3 separate regions of the Zea mays genome follow, and regions 1 and 2 are each linked to region 3. Evidence: chromatin contacts called from public Hi-C data. All regions are on one chromosome and are shown on one strand. Each heading gives the region's core, a stretch centred on a gene start, on an enhancer-like site or on the middle of the called end of the contact. The rest is flanking DNA. Distances are from core to core; before and after follow the strand shown. Region 1 holds the start of LOC103638191 (glycine--tRNA ligase, chloroplastic/mitochondrial 2). Region 2 overlaps LOC100279985. Region 3 holds the start of LOC100192757.

What was found. A called contact is a pair of places that touch in the nucleus more often than the background predicts.
Region 1: a contact with region 3 is called in a Hi-C map of leaf, with 4 times the contacts expected there. The contact joins the promoter of LOC103638191 here to the promoter of LOC100192757 in region 3. A contact is called at or near these places in 3 of 25 Hi-C or Micro-C datasets (ear, leaf and tassel).
Region 2: a contact with region 3 is called in a Hi-C map of ear, with 2.3 times the contacts expected there. The contact joins the enhancer-like site here to the promoter of LOC100192757 in region 3. A contact is called at or near these places in 2 of 25 Hi-C or Micro-C datasets (ear and tassel).

Annotation. Positions count from the first base shown.
Region 1 is chr9:30,436,771-30,441,382 of Zm-B73-REFERENCE-NAM-5.0, reverse strand. It overlaps LOC103638191 (glycine--tRNA ligase, chloroplastic/mitochondrial 2), which reads left to right and starts at 2,015. Exons shown (of 37, transcript XM_008661180.4): 1 at 2,015-2,339; 2 at 2,423-2,473; 3 at 2,545-2,612; 4 at 2,739-2,820; 5 at 2,929-2,992; 6 at 3,204-3,259; 7 at 3,354-3,431. The coding sequence starts at 2,079.
Region 2 is chr9:30,393,551-30,397,931 of Zm-B73-REFERENCE-NAM-5.0, reverse strand. It overlaps LOC100279985, which reads right to left. Exons shown (of 23, transcript NM_001367120.1): 19 at 4,217-4,295; 20 at 3,522-3,820; 21 at 2,326-3,373; 22 at 1,856-2,245; 23 at 1,031-1,760. The coding sequence ends at 1,132. It overlaps LOC103638191 (glycine--tRNA ligase, chloroplastic/mitochondrial 2), which reads left to right. Exons shown (of 37, transcript XM_008661180.4): 32 at 1-50; 33 at 137-238; 34 at 379-460; 35 at 539-624; 36 at 701-1,722; 37 at 1,848-3,506. The coding sequence ends at 799. Among protein-coding and RNA genes, the nearest start is that of LOC100279985, 20 kb to the right of the region's middle. Within about 2 kb of position 1,276, at least 15 of the 20 cell types and tissues checked have an H3K27ac peak or open chromatin away from gene starts, as enhancers often do. A contact at or near this core is called in ear and tassel, where this site is marked.
Region 3 is chr9:30,607,186-30,611,811 of Zm-B73-REFERENCE-NAM-5.0, reverse strand. LOC100192757 reads right to left here and starts at 2,684. Exons shown (of 8, transcript NM_001137955.3): 1 at 2,387-2,684; 2 at 2,026-2,259; 3 at 1,856-1,935; 4 at 1,418-1,585; 5 at 1,177-1,352; 6 at 1,031-1,100; 7 at 795-949; 8 at 174-692. The coding sequence starts at 2,580. The coding sequence ends at 405.

The DNA.
Region 1 (4,612 bases), core at 766-3,265, 170 kb after region 3:
CTATGTAGTCCTTCACCTTTTGTTTCATCGTTTTAGCCGTCGCTTCGAGTTCTTATCTCCGGGATTGTTTTCACCGTTGTAGTACTTCTACCTGTAATGCGACCTAACTTACCATTTGTCTCTGCAAAACATACGTTAGTCACATATAACATTATATTGTCATTAATCACTAAAACCAACCAGGGGCCTAGATGCTTTCATCGAGCTCAAAAGTGAAGCTACATGAACCAATCAGAGGATCCCGAGCCTCAAATGTGAGCCAATCGACGCATCCTGCTAGGCAAGAACTGGGCATTCCTAATTCGCTATGGATCTATGAGCCCATTCAGATCCATAACTAGTACCTAGCCCATAACAATGAGCTCTGAAGCAGACAATCACATGTTATAGCCAAATCAGACCACCCAAAACTAAATGCCCCGCCGCCGGATCCCCCTTCCTCCAAACATCACGTCGCGACGTCTCTAACCAGAAAGCGAACCAGGCATGAGGCGGCGGCGCCAGCATGGGCAGATCGGGACGGCCCGAGCCAGTGTTCGGAGCGAGGAGAGGAAACAGGAGAGGGAGAGCTGGAGGGCGAGAGGAGATGGGAAAGGGAGAGAGCTGGAGGGTGAGAGGAGAAGGCAGAGTCTGACCTCAGCAGCGACGACTGCGAGAGGAACCCTAGCGTGAGCTCCAGGTGAGGACAGAGGCTGCTGTGAGAGGACCCTGGCCCTAGCGCGAGCTCCAGGCGAGGCAGCGACAACCTTAGTGTGAGCTCCACGCGAGGATAGAGCTGCGAGAGGACGGAACGAGGGAAGTCTGGCTCTCCAGGAACGGAGATTCTGGACGTATCTGACGGGCCTAGATGAGATGGGTACTTTGCACGAGCGTAGTCTGGCTCGGACATTTGTTCAAGCAACCGAACACACCGGCATGTCTAAAACTTGTATCCAACGTGTCCTGCACGAGCGCACACAGGCAACCAATCAGCCCCTGAATGAATGAAGGAATCCTAGACTGAATTGGTGCAGCAGGCATGGAATCAGCGGCGAATCCAAGGGGTATGCCGGGTATGCACTGGCATACCCTGCAGAACCAGTATAATGTATATAGTATACATGGTATATATATGTACATAATATAGTATTTCATTTGAACAATTTATATCAAAAATTGTTGTCGTATTGTATATGGTTTTATCAAGTTCGAATATTGTTTTACCGAATCATAAAATTGTTTACCGAATTGCATAAGGCATTTTTGTATCGCATACCCTATGGTTAAATCCTAGACCCGCCACTGCATGGAATGCTAGTCACTGCTACTACTGTGCTAGTTTTAGTACTTCATCTATCACTGTATTAGAATGGTTAGCTTAGCTACATTCTATAGAATAGATGATACGTACATAGATTGTAGTAGAGCAAAGTAGATGATGATGCGCTCCAACTAGGAATGGCCATGGAAATTCATGTCGGGTTTTAGCTTTCTATCCTTGTTCCCGTGACGATTTTTTTTACCGCGAACACTTGTGGGGGATATTTTTTCCATCCCCGTTCCTCGCAAGGATAAATCTCTGTCCGGATCCCTCTCCCCTAAACATTGTCTCCTATACACATTATCAGATGTAAAAAAATTAGTATGTGTACATTAAAATAAACATATTTATATAATAAGTAATCTTTTAATAATGTAATTATTTATTTTTATCATTAACTATTATATTATTATACGATGAAAACGTCGTCACATATAAATTTAGCGGGTCCTCGTGGAAAACAGAGATAGAAAATGTTTCTCATCCTATCCTCGTGTACCTGTGGAGAGGAAAAAAATCTCGTTTACATCTCCATGAAAAGAAGAAACTTCTATCCTCATTTTCTATCTCTAGCCAGCAGACCGGTGGTTTCTTTTTCTTTTTCTTATCATTGATGCGCCACAGAGAGTGAAGTTGTAGTACGTCTTCACTGGAGGGAAGACGTATCCAGCCTCCACGTACCATCTTCTTCTTTCCCGCCTCTGCTGCTGCAACAGCCTGTCCGTCTCCTCCTCCCTTATCCTCTTCTACCTCCACCTGGCAGGCACTCCCCACCTTGATGATGGCTCCTCCGCCTCCCCTCCTCTCCCCCACCGCCGCCTCCCGGCACACCCCGCTACTAACGGCGCCCTCCGCTTTGCTTCCTCCAGCCTCCATCCGCTTCTGTGCTCCTCGCCACCGCCCATGCCGACGCCCTCGCCTCCCCCTATCCGCCGCAGACGGCGACGCCTCCACCTCCTCCACCGTGTCCGCTGCCAACCAACGGGGCTCTTCCGCTTCCTCCGTCCTCACCTTCCAGCAGGCCATCCAGCGCCTCCAGGTTCGTTTCGTTCGCAGCACGAATCAAATTTCACGACTAACCACCCACCCCACCCCTCTTCAAATCCGATTGCGATTCCACAGGAGTACTGGGCCTCCGTAGGATGCGCCGTCATGCAGTGTAGCAACACCGAGGTAACCTGCTGCTTTGCTTCTCCCGCCTTGTTTGTTACTTATTACCCGACACTTACTAGCATCAAATCCAGGTTGGAGCGGGCACAATGAATCCTCTCACATTTCTTAGGGTCTTAGGTCCTGAGCCATGGAATGTCGCGTAAGTTTGCCTTCTCATCATTCATCCTAACTGTGAACTATCAAAACATTGACAGAGGCTACTACAGTGCTACCTTTCCTTTTTCTTTTAACTGTTTGTTGTACTGCATGTATTTTGATTCTCAAGTTACGTGGAGCCAAGTATAAGACCAGACGACAGTCGCTATGGGGACAATCCCAATAGGCTTCAGCGCCATACTCAGTTTCAGGTTGACTCAAGTTTTTGCTTCTTTTTTGTCTCGTCTTTCTTTTTTTATTTGATTGGTCAAACCATTACCCGTACCTGATTCCAGGTAGTTAACCATTCCTATCAATAGGTAATTCTGAAGCCTGATCCTGGAAATTCGCAAGATCTCTTTCTGCACAGCCTTTCAGCAATAGGTATTGCTAAATAATACTATCCGCCTTCCCTTCAGTTCTACTAGACGCTTTGCACAACCAAGGAAGACTAATGTGATGAATATTTTTACTTTTTGGTATTAATTAATGGAAGTCCCAATTGGTACATGATGATGTTCTATGTTTCCCTCTTTCACATTTTTTATGAATATATAAATGGAGTCAGTGATTGGTCGAGTTGTTTGTCTCACAGGTATTAACATCCATGAACATGACATCCGCTTCGTTGAAGACAACTGGGAGAGTCCGGTGAACTTTTACCTTCTTTTCGGTGTTCTTTCTTTTTACGCCAGCACATGTTATCTGGCTAAGTAAACTCCAACAAATTTCTTATTCATGACAGGTTCTTGGTGCTTGGGGACTGGGCTGGGAGGTTTGGATGGATGGCATGGAAATCACACAGTTCACATATTTTCAGCAGGTAGAACTAATCAAATAGTGTGTATTACTTCATGACTCTTGCTAAAATCACATTGGGACCACACAGCTGTTTGGTCTGCATATTTCCTCTTGGTGCCAAACGCCCTCTTAGACCATCTCCAGCAGGTCATGTATTTAGCCGTGCAAAGTACTGTTTTGCATTGTTTGCAGAGTGAAGTTTGAAATAGGGAGTGTCTGTTTTCTTTTTGGGTCGCCTTCCTATAATTGTTTGTAATGGATCCGGGCAAGATTATATGTTGGAATGTGAGGGGTTTAAACTCTGCTGATCGTCAAAGCTCAGTTCGGAATCTGGTTTTGTCCTCTAAAGCTAATGTGGTTTGTCTCCAGGAAACTAAAATGGTAGTCATCTCTACAAGAACTATTCTAGCAGCCTTGGGTTCGGACTTCTGCCAGTTCTCCTTTCTACCGTCTAGTGGTGCTAGTGGTGGCATCCTGGTCGCTTGGAAGCGCCACCTTGGTGTGACTGGGTTGACTAGGATTGACAGACACAACATCTCAATTCAATTCTGCAATGAACATAATCGTTGCTGGTGGCTAACTTGTGTTTATGGCCCTCAAAGTAACAGTGATAAGATGTTGTTTCTTTAAGAATTGAGAGACTTTAGGGCTGTTTGTTTTGGACCTTGGTTGATTGCCGGTGATTTCAACCTCATCTACAGGGCTTCAGACAAAAACAACTCAAATATTAACAGAGCTATGATGGGGAGATTTAGGAAGTTGGTTGAGGACTTGAGTCTCAAAGAGGTTCCACTATACGGGCGTAAATATACATGGTCAAATCAGCAAGACAGTCCTGTCCTTGTTAAGCTTGACAGGGCCCTTTGTTCACTGGAGTGGGAAGACATATTTCCCAATGTCCTTCTTCAAAGTGCTGCCTCTGAAGAGCCCCCTGCTGTTTGGCATTAGAGACAACAAAATGGGTAAAAGACGATTCTGTTCTGAAGCCTTTTGGTCCAAACTGGAGGGATTCCATGATGTTGTCCAGGAGGTTTGGGAATCTGTGGCAGCTGTAAATTGCCCTTTCATGACTCTGAATTTGAAGTTAAAAGCTACAACAGGAAGTTGCAATCTTGGATTGGGAAGCATGTGGGATATGTGAGGACTCAGTTGGCTTTGGCAAGGGAAATTTTACATAGGCTAGAAATAACGCAGGATAGTAGA
Region 2 (4,381 bases), core at 27-2,526, 210 kb after region 3:
TTATGGAGCGTGCAAACTGCCCTTATCTAGCAGCACAAACAGCGACCGAAGTAAGATGTTATGTGCCCCACACACCTATCCGTCCCCAAAGATTCTACAAAATACAAATAGTTTTTGTTTGTGCGGACACTTGCAGATGGAAGCATTTTCGAGAACAGAAACATTTCAAAAAATCGTTGAAGCGTATTCAAGGCCAACAAGGATCATCCGTGGAAAAGAAATTGAGTCTGCTTTGGAGGTACTGTTTTAAACATGTACCATCATAATTCATAAACTGTGATTTCAGTTCAAATTATGGTGAAGTTTTTGACTCGCAACTACCCCATCACCAGTCTTGACTATGCGGTATTTCTCTCCTGCCTCTGATTTTATGTGTAGGTTGACCCACACGTATTTGAGAAAGATGAAGAGAAAGTTTTGTGGAGCGCCTACTTGGAGGTTGCTGATAAGATCCATCCTGGTACATGTTTTTCATATCCATTTTTCATTTCAATTTAAATGTTCATTTGTCTGATTCCTCCAACTACCCATTCTGTAGGTGTTGATATTAAGACCTTTGTGGATGCTTCTCTTATCCTGATACAACCCCTAGAAGATTTCTTCAATAGTGTCTTCGTGATGGCGGTGAGTTTTGTGAGGCCCTTGAAAAACTTAACTTGTGCTGATGAGTGAGAGTGATGATGGTGTATATTATGCGCAGGAAGACGAGAGAGTTCGCAACAACCGGCTAACGTTGCTGAGGAAGATTGAGAGTTTGCCCAAGGGGATTGCGGACCTGTCAGTTTTACCTGGGTTTTAAGCTGCCTATTCCAGCCAGGGGGTGTGAGCAATAGCCGTAGCGGAGAGATGATTTTGATTTTACAAGTATTTCTGATTAAAGGAAAAAAAAACGTCGTCGCAGTAGGGCACGGCAATCCCAGTAAACGCTGTACTTGTAATTCTGATTAATACAGTCAACAAACGGAATCATATCTCAAATCTTGTGTCGACAAACAATACAGACCTAAAAAAAGAGAAAAAGGTTACAGCATCCACCTGTAAGTTATCAGGGTTATTGCAAAATCAGTCTACAAAGCTCGTCAAATGTGCCCTCACATACCTACCTAGCTAGATATTAATTGTACATGACAATTAGTGAGTTGTCTCTCCCTTAGGTTCAGATAGATACTTATCTGCGTAGTGTAGAAGCCGCCGCATCCTTAGGACCATGTCACAGTGAAAGGGCAGTGCTGTGCGCCTTTCTGTGTACACCGGGCTTACTGTCAACCAAGACAGAGAGTGAAGCTCCGCGGCCACAGCTTCCAGCACACTATGCATCTCCATCTCACACTCACGACCTGTTGTCTCCTGACTCAAGTTCCTTGCCTGTTTGCTGCCGCCGCCGCCGCCTCGGCTCATCTTCTCTTGAACAGTCCCACTGCTGCCTCCATAGTGATCGATGATGCTGACTGAGAGAACAGAGGGCTGTTCATCCTTGGTGAGTTGTGCAGAGTCCCTCCTAACAGGTGGGACGGCTTTCGAGACGACATAGCCCATCGCTAAAGGAATCGCAGTCCCTTTGCTGTGCAGTAGATGGGCAAGCGGCGGTGACTCCGATGTGAGGCATGTCGGGAGCTGTAATGTTGCAGGAGAGAGGTATCTCATACTTGGCGAAGGAACTAGAAGGTACGAGTGTGACGCTGACATTGACCCAATGGACTTCACTGGAGTGAAACCTTCCAGGTAACTCCAAGGGCCACTGCTGCCTTGACTCCCTTCGCCTGTAAAAAGTGTTCCAAGTTTAATATCTTTTACCATTGATCTCCTTGAAAAACATTGAAATGAATTTTTAATCTGTGTTGGTCTAGGTGCTTACCAGCTGAAGCAGGTCTGCTCAGTAGATCTGCTTGGCATGTGAGATGCAACGAATGATCTTGGGAAACTGCAACCAAACTGATGCTACGAACTAAGTGCAGTGATCCCCTTGAAGTGTCCATTCCACTTTGTTCCACAAGGATCTGTTTTTTGTTGCCAGATTGTCCAAGTGCACCTTTCATGAAGCTTGATTTTGGATGAGGGCTATACAGAGGGTTTGGTGAGGAAGGCATGTTTCTATCTTGAATTAAGGCCATGTCTTGCTGCTGCTGCTGCTGGAGCGTAGGACCATTTGAACTAGGTGGAATACCCTCAGGTATGGATCGCCGTAACTGCACAGGCCACTTCTTCACTTCATTGCCACCATAAGAGTATATTGCCTTCTGCCATTCTGCGGACAAAACATATTAGATCATCGCGTTAGTCTCGAAACAGAAGGTATCTCAGTTCCTGATAAAAACAAGTGAGTACCTTGGATTTCAAGCTCAAGGAAACCTCCGATACGAGTTATTATGACATCTCGTGGTCTCATATTGCTAGCCTCAGGTGAAGACGACATTATTTGACAGCCTTGCTGTAGAATTTGGATGAAAAGGCTTTGGAGAACTTTAGTGTCTTGGCGGCTACTAATACCACCAAAAGGAAATATTAAGCTGTCCAATAATTCTCCTCTAGCATCTGTCCAAATGCACACTAGCCATCGCCAGTCCTCAGTCCAACCATAACAGCAATGAAGACTTGCTGCACTGTCACTCTCAGATACGTCGAGTAGAGGGCTCACTCCACTATCAGAGTTACTTCCTGAAATTGAGCCATATACCCTGCTGCCAGATGCATCTGCTCCAGATTTTGATGGTTCCATTAAAGCATTAAGATCGGCAGACCCAGGGTCTGCTAGTATGAAAAGTGGCTCAAAGGCATATTTCCTATCATCCTGAGCACATAAATCAGGCAGCTTACTTGGGTCCAGAAGTCCTCCCGAACGAGCAGGCTGCCATGAGTTATCCCATGTTGCCGACCTCATGGATGCATCAAAATCGGTTTCTCGAGAGAGAGTTGGCCCAGACATTCGAGGAACTAAACATTCCTTCCAAAGAGTAGGAGCAGGAGATGTAACATGCATCATTGTGGACTGAGATCTACCCAAATAAGTTGGTGACTGGAACATATCGCTTGTGGAGACAGCCCGTGGGATTCGTCGTGCCTTGTTGTACACTGTGAATGCTATGTCCTTCAAAACAGCAAGCTCCTTGTTTGGCTTATCCATTCTCAGTACAGTTTCAATAGTAACAATCTGCAAGACGAGCTTGGGTATACTGAACCCGGATAGCATAACGACATTTGATGCTGATGCTTCATCTACAGAAGCACTGCTGTTTAGGGCTTTGGCAACCTGTGAATATAGTAACTTTCTTTCCCTTTCCGGGGATGAAATAACATACCCAAGAGCAACAGAACATTCTACTAGCGTCTGTAGAATTGCACAAGGTTCTGGAAATGGGCAAACTACATAAATTACCTGCATGGATAAAGGGCTAGTGGTGTTAAAATAGGGTGAATAATTTACCATGTTGTGAATATCATTTATATCCACTACTGTGAATATTAAATGTTAAGTTACATGAATCAGATCAACGGCAAAGGAACAAAAAGGAAAAAGATCTTACTGTGCAAGGTCCACTACTGCTCTCTTTCTGATTTGTAGATATGTTTGAAGTCAGCTTTATATCCTTAAGTATCCTTGAAATAGATGTTACAAAACTTTTCACGCTCCAATGTTTTGAAAAAGCTTGAAGACAGTCACTTGTTGAACTGATGGGACCTAAGTGGCCACAGCGAACCTTCTTCAACTGCTCAGGACAATCAACTAGAACAAGTCCTGAAGGCAAATATTTTCCAGGAGATAGTTCCATTTGTCCTCCATTGTTTTGGGGCGAATGAGTTCCCAGTTTGCAAACTTCATAAACTACAGGAACACAAAATTAATGATGACAAATGCTATTAAAAACACTTTGCATCATAATGAACTGGAACAAAGGTTTGGAGATTAAGAACATGCTGAAGTACATAAATCTGCTGGAGTGGCAAAAGTATTTCTTGCCTACATCAATCGTTCTGTACTGTTGTAAAAAAAAGGGGGGGATACGTGAATCATGTTTATGGTGACATCTGGTTTATGTTTAAAATATAGTGTTATGAGCCATATTAAAAGCATATAAGCTTATGTACTTACGTTCAGCTGCATGTACTATAAATTGGCAATTATTTAGGGATAGACTCAACGCGGGGAATAGATTATATCAGCAATATTATTCATGAGAAATAACTAAAGAAAATACGAAGCAAGAAAAACATCACTTGCCTGTTCCAAGCTGCATGAAAAAATCAGCTACCGCCGAAGTCAACATATCAATATCAGGGCAAAGTGCATAGTAAGTAACCTAAAAGAGAACAGATGACAAAATCAATGAAACGAATATATAGTCACTAACTGTATATGTCGGAGGGGGGGTGCTGCTGCGGCATT
Region 3 (4,626 bases), core at 1,435-3,934:
AAACCATCTAGGTCCTCTACAGTTCTGGTGATTAATAACAACACACGATTATTGTGACTAACAAAAATACATATTAACATGTGTGTGTGTTTTTGTCGCAATCACGTACTCACTGATACGTGACAGCACTGGCTACGGGTTGCTGGAACCGTGACAACTCTGGTAACTCGTATCCTAACTTGCTTGCTTTATTTATTTAATAGCATATCGGTTGAGTCAAGTTTAAGTTTCTCTGGTAGGATTAATATTACAGGAGAGGGTTGGGCAATCAGCAAAGCCAACAGCCGCCTGTCCCTGCCAGCTAAAAGCTTCAGAAACCGACAGCAAGCAGGACACGACGTACAGCATATCCACCCCAGTTTCAGTTCGCTGCCTGTCCGTTCCAAGACTGCTGCTGTAAGCAGCTACTCGTTCTCATCATCAACAGCAGCAGCAGGAGGTGAAAAGTGTGACTTCAATCCGATCCAGCACTGGTAGTAGTCGAGGTCCCGACACGGGGAATCCAGAGCCCATGGGCACACGCGAGGGATAAGCCAAGACTCAAACATGAACGCCAACGTACCACTGAGCCTGGATGGCTCGTTGGCAGCAGCACGGCTGATCGTTGCCTCGTACGTCTTGGTGTCTGGCCCATGCGGTGTCATGCAGCTGTGAAGGCTGGCGCCACCAGGAAGAAAACCATCGGCCTTAGCCTGCAGATGTGCATCGTCTTTACATCTCTTCACATGACTGCTGCCACTGCCAGAGAGATAGATAGATAAGATAGATAGATAGATAGATAGATAGATAGATACCTCGTACATCCCATAGATGAGGCCCATGAATTCGCTCATGCAGTTGCGGTGGTAGTAGGGTGGGCGGAATGTATTCTCAGCAACCAGCCATCTGGGTGGGAATATTACAAAATCAAGCAACGCGACGCCAGGCTTATCAGTTGGCGCAGTTAGAACTGCGAATCAATATTTGTTGGGTTAATTAGTCCTCAAGATGCAGCAGCGGAATGAACAGAAAACCCAATCCTGACACCCACCTGTGTTCACTGACGGGTCGCCATGATCCAAGAGGACGGTGTTGAATGGACAGAACTTACTCAGATCATACTGAAAGAGAAGGGGGTGGAGTGAACAGCGACACACATCTCAATGGCAGACAGGTGTACAATGGCATACAACACACCTTGTAAGGGACATAATTCCCATGCCACGCGACCACGTTGAATGGAGAGAAATCCTGCGTGGCGCTGAACAGCTCGCCACCATACTTGTGCACTATTGTGTATCCAGGGTGGTGCTCCTGCTCAAACCATGCTGTCGGGGAAAGGAAATCCCTCGGCGAAGCCAAGCCATTGGCACCTGCACACACACACACAGTTTAGGTAAGTATGGGTTCTCGGTGTGACAAAACAATTTATTATTACCAATTGGGCCAAGATCAGGGAGCTGAAAATGGGCGCCGAAGATCTCAGAGACATAGCCACGCGAGGGGCCATCCGGCAAGTCGACAGCAAATCGGAGACCTTGAGGGATCACGACGATCTCGCCGGGTGAAACCAGCAGCCTTCCGCACTCGGTTGTGATAAATAACCCTGGGAAGATAGATAGTGAACATGTGCATCATTTCCACAAAGAAGAAAGGTAAGCGCTGCTGAATGCAACAGCGATGGGGCAACCCATTTGCTTTTCGCTTTGATCCCAATAATAAAGGCAGGAAGGGCATGGAGTGGCACTGCCGGAACACTGAAAGCGACGCGAACAGGACATTTTGTTGGTGGCCAAGCAACAGAAGCATGTGATGTGATTACTACTAGCCTAGTGGAGTGAGTGGTGGCGAGTGATGACCGAGCCGAGGAACTTACTTCCTTGCTGGGGAACAATGAGGAAGTCACCGTCCGCATTGCACAAGGAGCATCCATCCATGGGCTTGTTAGCAGCATACCTGCGTTGCGTTGCGTACATGAGGGGGGTTCAGTGATCGAGCAACTAGTTGCTACTTGCAATTGTAAGCAGCGGCATATCGAGGACATGCATGTGGATGGCGTATCCGTGTCGGAGGCATGAGCTGCCGGCGCCGCAGACGGTGTAGAGTCCGTCGATGAAGTCGAGGCCCGGGTGGAGGGGCACGTCGGCGGGCCTCCAGCGCAGCTGCGTGGGCGTGGCGACGGTGGTGGTGCGGTCGAACTCGCCGACGAGGCGCTCGTTGGTGGGGTTCCGCGGATAGAAGGGTTCGTGGGTCACCGACGGCTTGATCCGGTACAGCCACCTGTAATAACAGAAGGAGCAAACTGAATCCGATCCCCATCCCTATCTCTATCCCCACGGAGGGGAAGCTTGTGTGATTGCCTATGGAAAGTGGAAAGGCAGAGCGAGAGAGAGATAGAGGGACGTACGTGCGCAGGTTCCGGGCGCGCGGGGTGGTGAAGGAGGTGCCGGAGAGCTGCTCGGCGTAGAGTCCCAGCGGGCACACTAGCGGGTTGTTCTGCCCCACGGGGAGCGACCCCGGCACCGCCTCCGACGTGAAGGTGTTGCCCAGGCCCGAGAGGTAGCGCAGCTCGGGTGGTGTCTGCTCCTCCTCCATGGCCATTGCTTGTCGAGGATCCAAGGAGGAAACAGATGGACGCACGGACGGGGCAAGCCGGCAACGGCGAGACCAGCAGAGCAGGCAAGGAGCAGACGGCACGGCACGACTTGCCTCCTGCCGCTGACTGCTTGCCACCTGCCATTGTACATATCCTCATCTGGACTGTCCGATGAGGGAAGCAACGATCCAGATGGATTGCTCAGCAGCGGCTCCCTCCAGCTGCTGTTGATTGCTTCACCCTGCTCTGCTCTGGAAACAGCTTCCAAACTCTATGGAAACAGCTTCCACTTCTGTAAATGAATTAATGAACTGAACATCACCAAAAACTCAGCTCAACTGCAGTGGCTGGTCTCGTTGACTAGATAGCTTGCCTGTGGCAGCTTGACTTGAACAGAAAGCATTGACTGACTACTCGAGTTTGGAAGCTCACACAAAGTAGCTAGCCCAGAGGCCAGAGTAACCAAACCAGCCTCCACCTGACATGCACTAAATCGCCTATGGAAGGGAGAGAGATTCACAGGGCACCGCATTTATTTTGCTCATACACTTTTGCATATATATATATATATATATATATATATATATATATATATATATATATATATATATATATATATATATATATATATATATATATATATATATATATATATATATATATAGAGAGAGAGAGAGAGAGAGAGAGAGAGAGAGAGAGAGAGACACACACACATGGGAATTTTCATACTGCACACCCATACTACAACACAAGCTATGAGCCCATGGGGGGTTTCCAGCTGCTATGCTACTCGAGTTGCACTGCCAAGAACAGCAGCAGCAGACGCACCGGAGACTGCACCACAGTCCCCCGAAGCACCAGCAGCAGATCAGCAAACGCCTGGGCCAACACCACCACCTCCACAAACTGGAATGATGATCAACCGCACTACGGACGGGCTGTACCGTGGACCCTGGAAAAAACAACCATCTGCCCACCACAGCCAGGGCAGATTTCTTGCCCTACAGCTTCAACTTCTACCAATGTTTAGGATACTTAACTGAAAGCTTTGATGACATGCAGCTGAGATACTTAACTAAGAGCTAATTTTACTCATAGAACACTCACTATGCATGATGCGACGGTGGATCCTAATGCCTTTGGTATGCAGCAGTTCTCTATCTTGTATGTACCTCAGGCACAAGAAATACATATATAATTTTATGATCTGGCTAATTGAGTTTTGGGAATGGTAGGCCTAACAGAAGTATCAAGAGGGTTCTGCGGATCGGGGGTGATTGAAGTTGGGCAAACATGCCAAGGGCGAAGAACATGTGGAGACCCTAGCATAGCAAGTACCTATACTGGGATGCTGTCCATTCAACAGAGAGGACGAACCAAGTCATCGCAAATGTGATGATGGATTCCATTAGAAAACTCTACAGCTAGGGCTAAAGTGAAGATGAACGTGATTTGGAGTCTGGATTTGACATTTTCATCAAATATGGAGGGAAGGCTAGTTTAATCAGAGTCACGTGTATCCAAATGTACTAGAGCTAATATACAATATAGTCTAGTTTGAACTGCAAGAGAGGTATAGTGATCTGTGTACAAGGAACGAGAGAGGTGAGAAATTATCAGCACTGTCAATTTGCTGAGTGGTGTCGATGGATTAGTGGGGTAAGTGATGTCGATCTTGTTAGGAATGGACATTGGTAGGGTCATAATACAGAATTGAACCAGAGGCCACCTCTTGATTTCCTGAAATGAGCTCCTCAACAAGGCAGTGTAGATTGAGGCCAGAAAGCAGTCTGTACATTGAGGCCAGTATGCAGTTGGGGCTCTTCATAAGCCAAAAGAGAAAAGATTAGGGGGGAAAATGAAAATGCAAACAAACCACTACTGAAAATGATATGGATTAGGGAATGTCACCTACACCTAGATGAGAATAAGCGTGGGCAACTGGCTAGAATCCATACCGTACGGATGGAGATTGATGGGGTCGATGTGCGGGCGGCAGAGGTTGGTCGTCGGTTGGCAGCGGCACGGGATCCGACCAGACGAACGGCTTG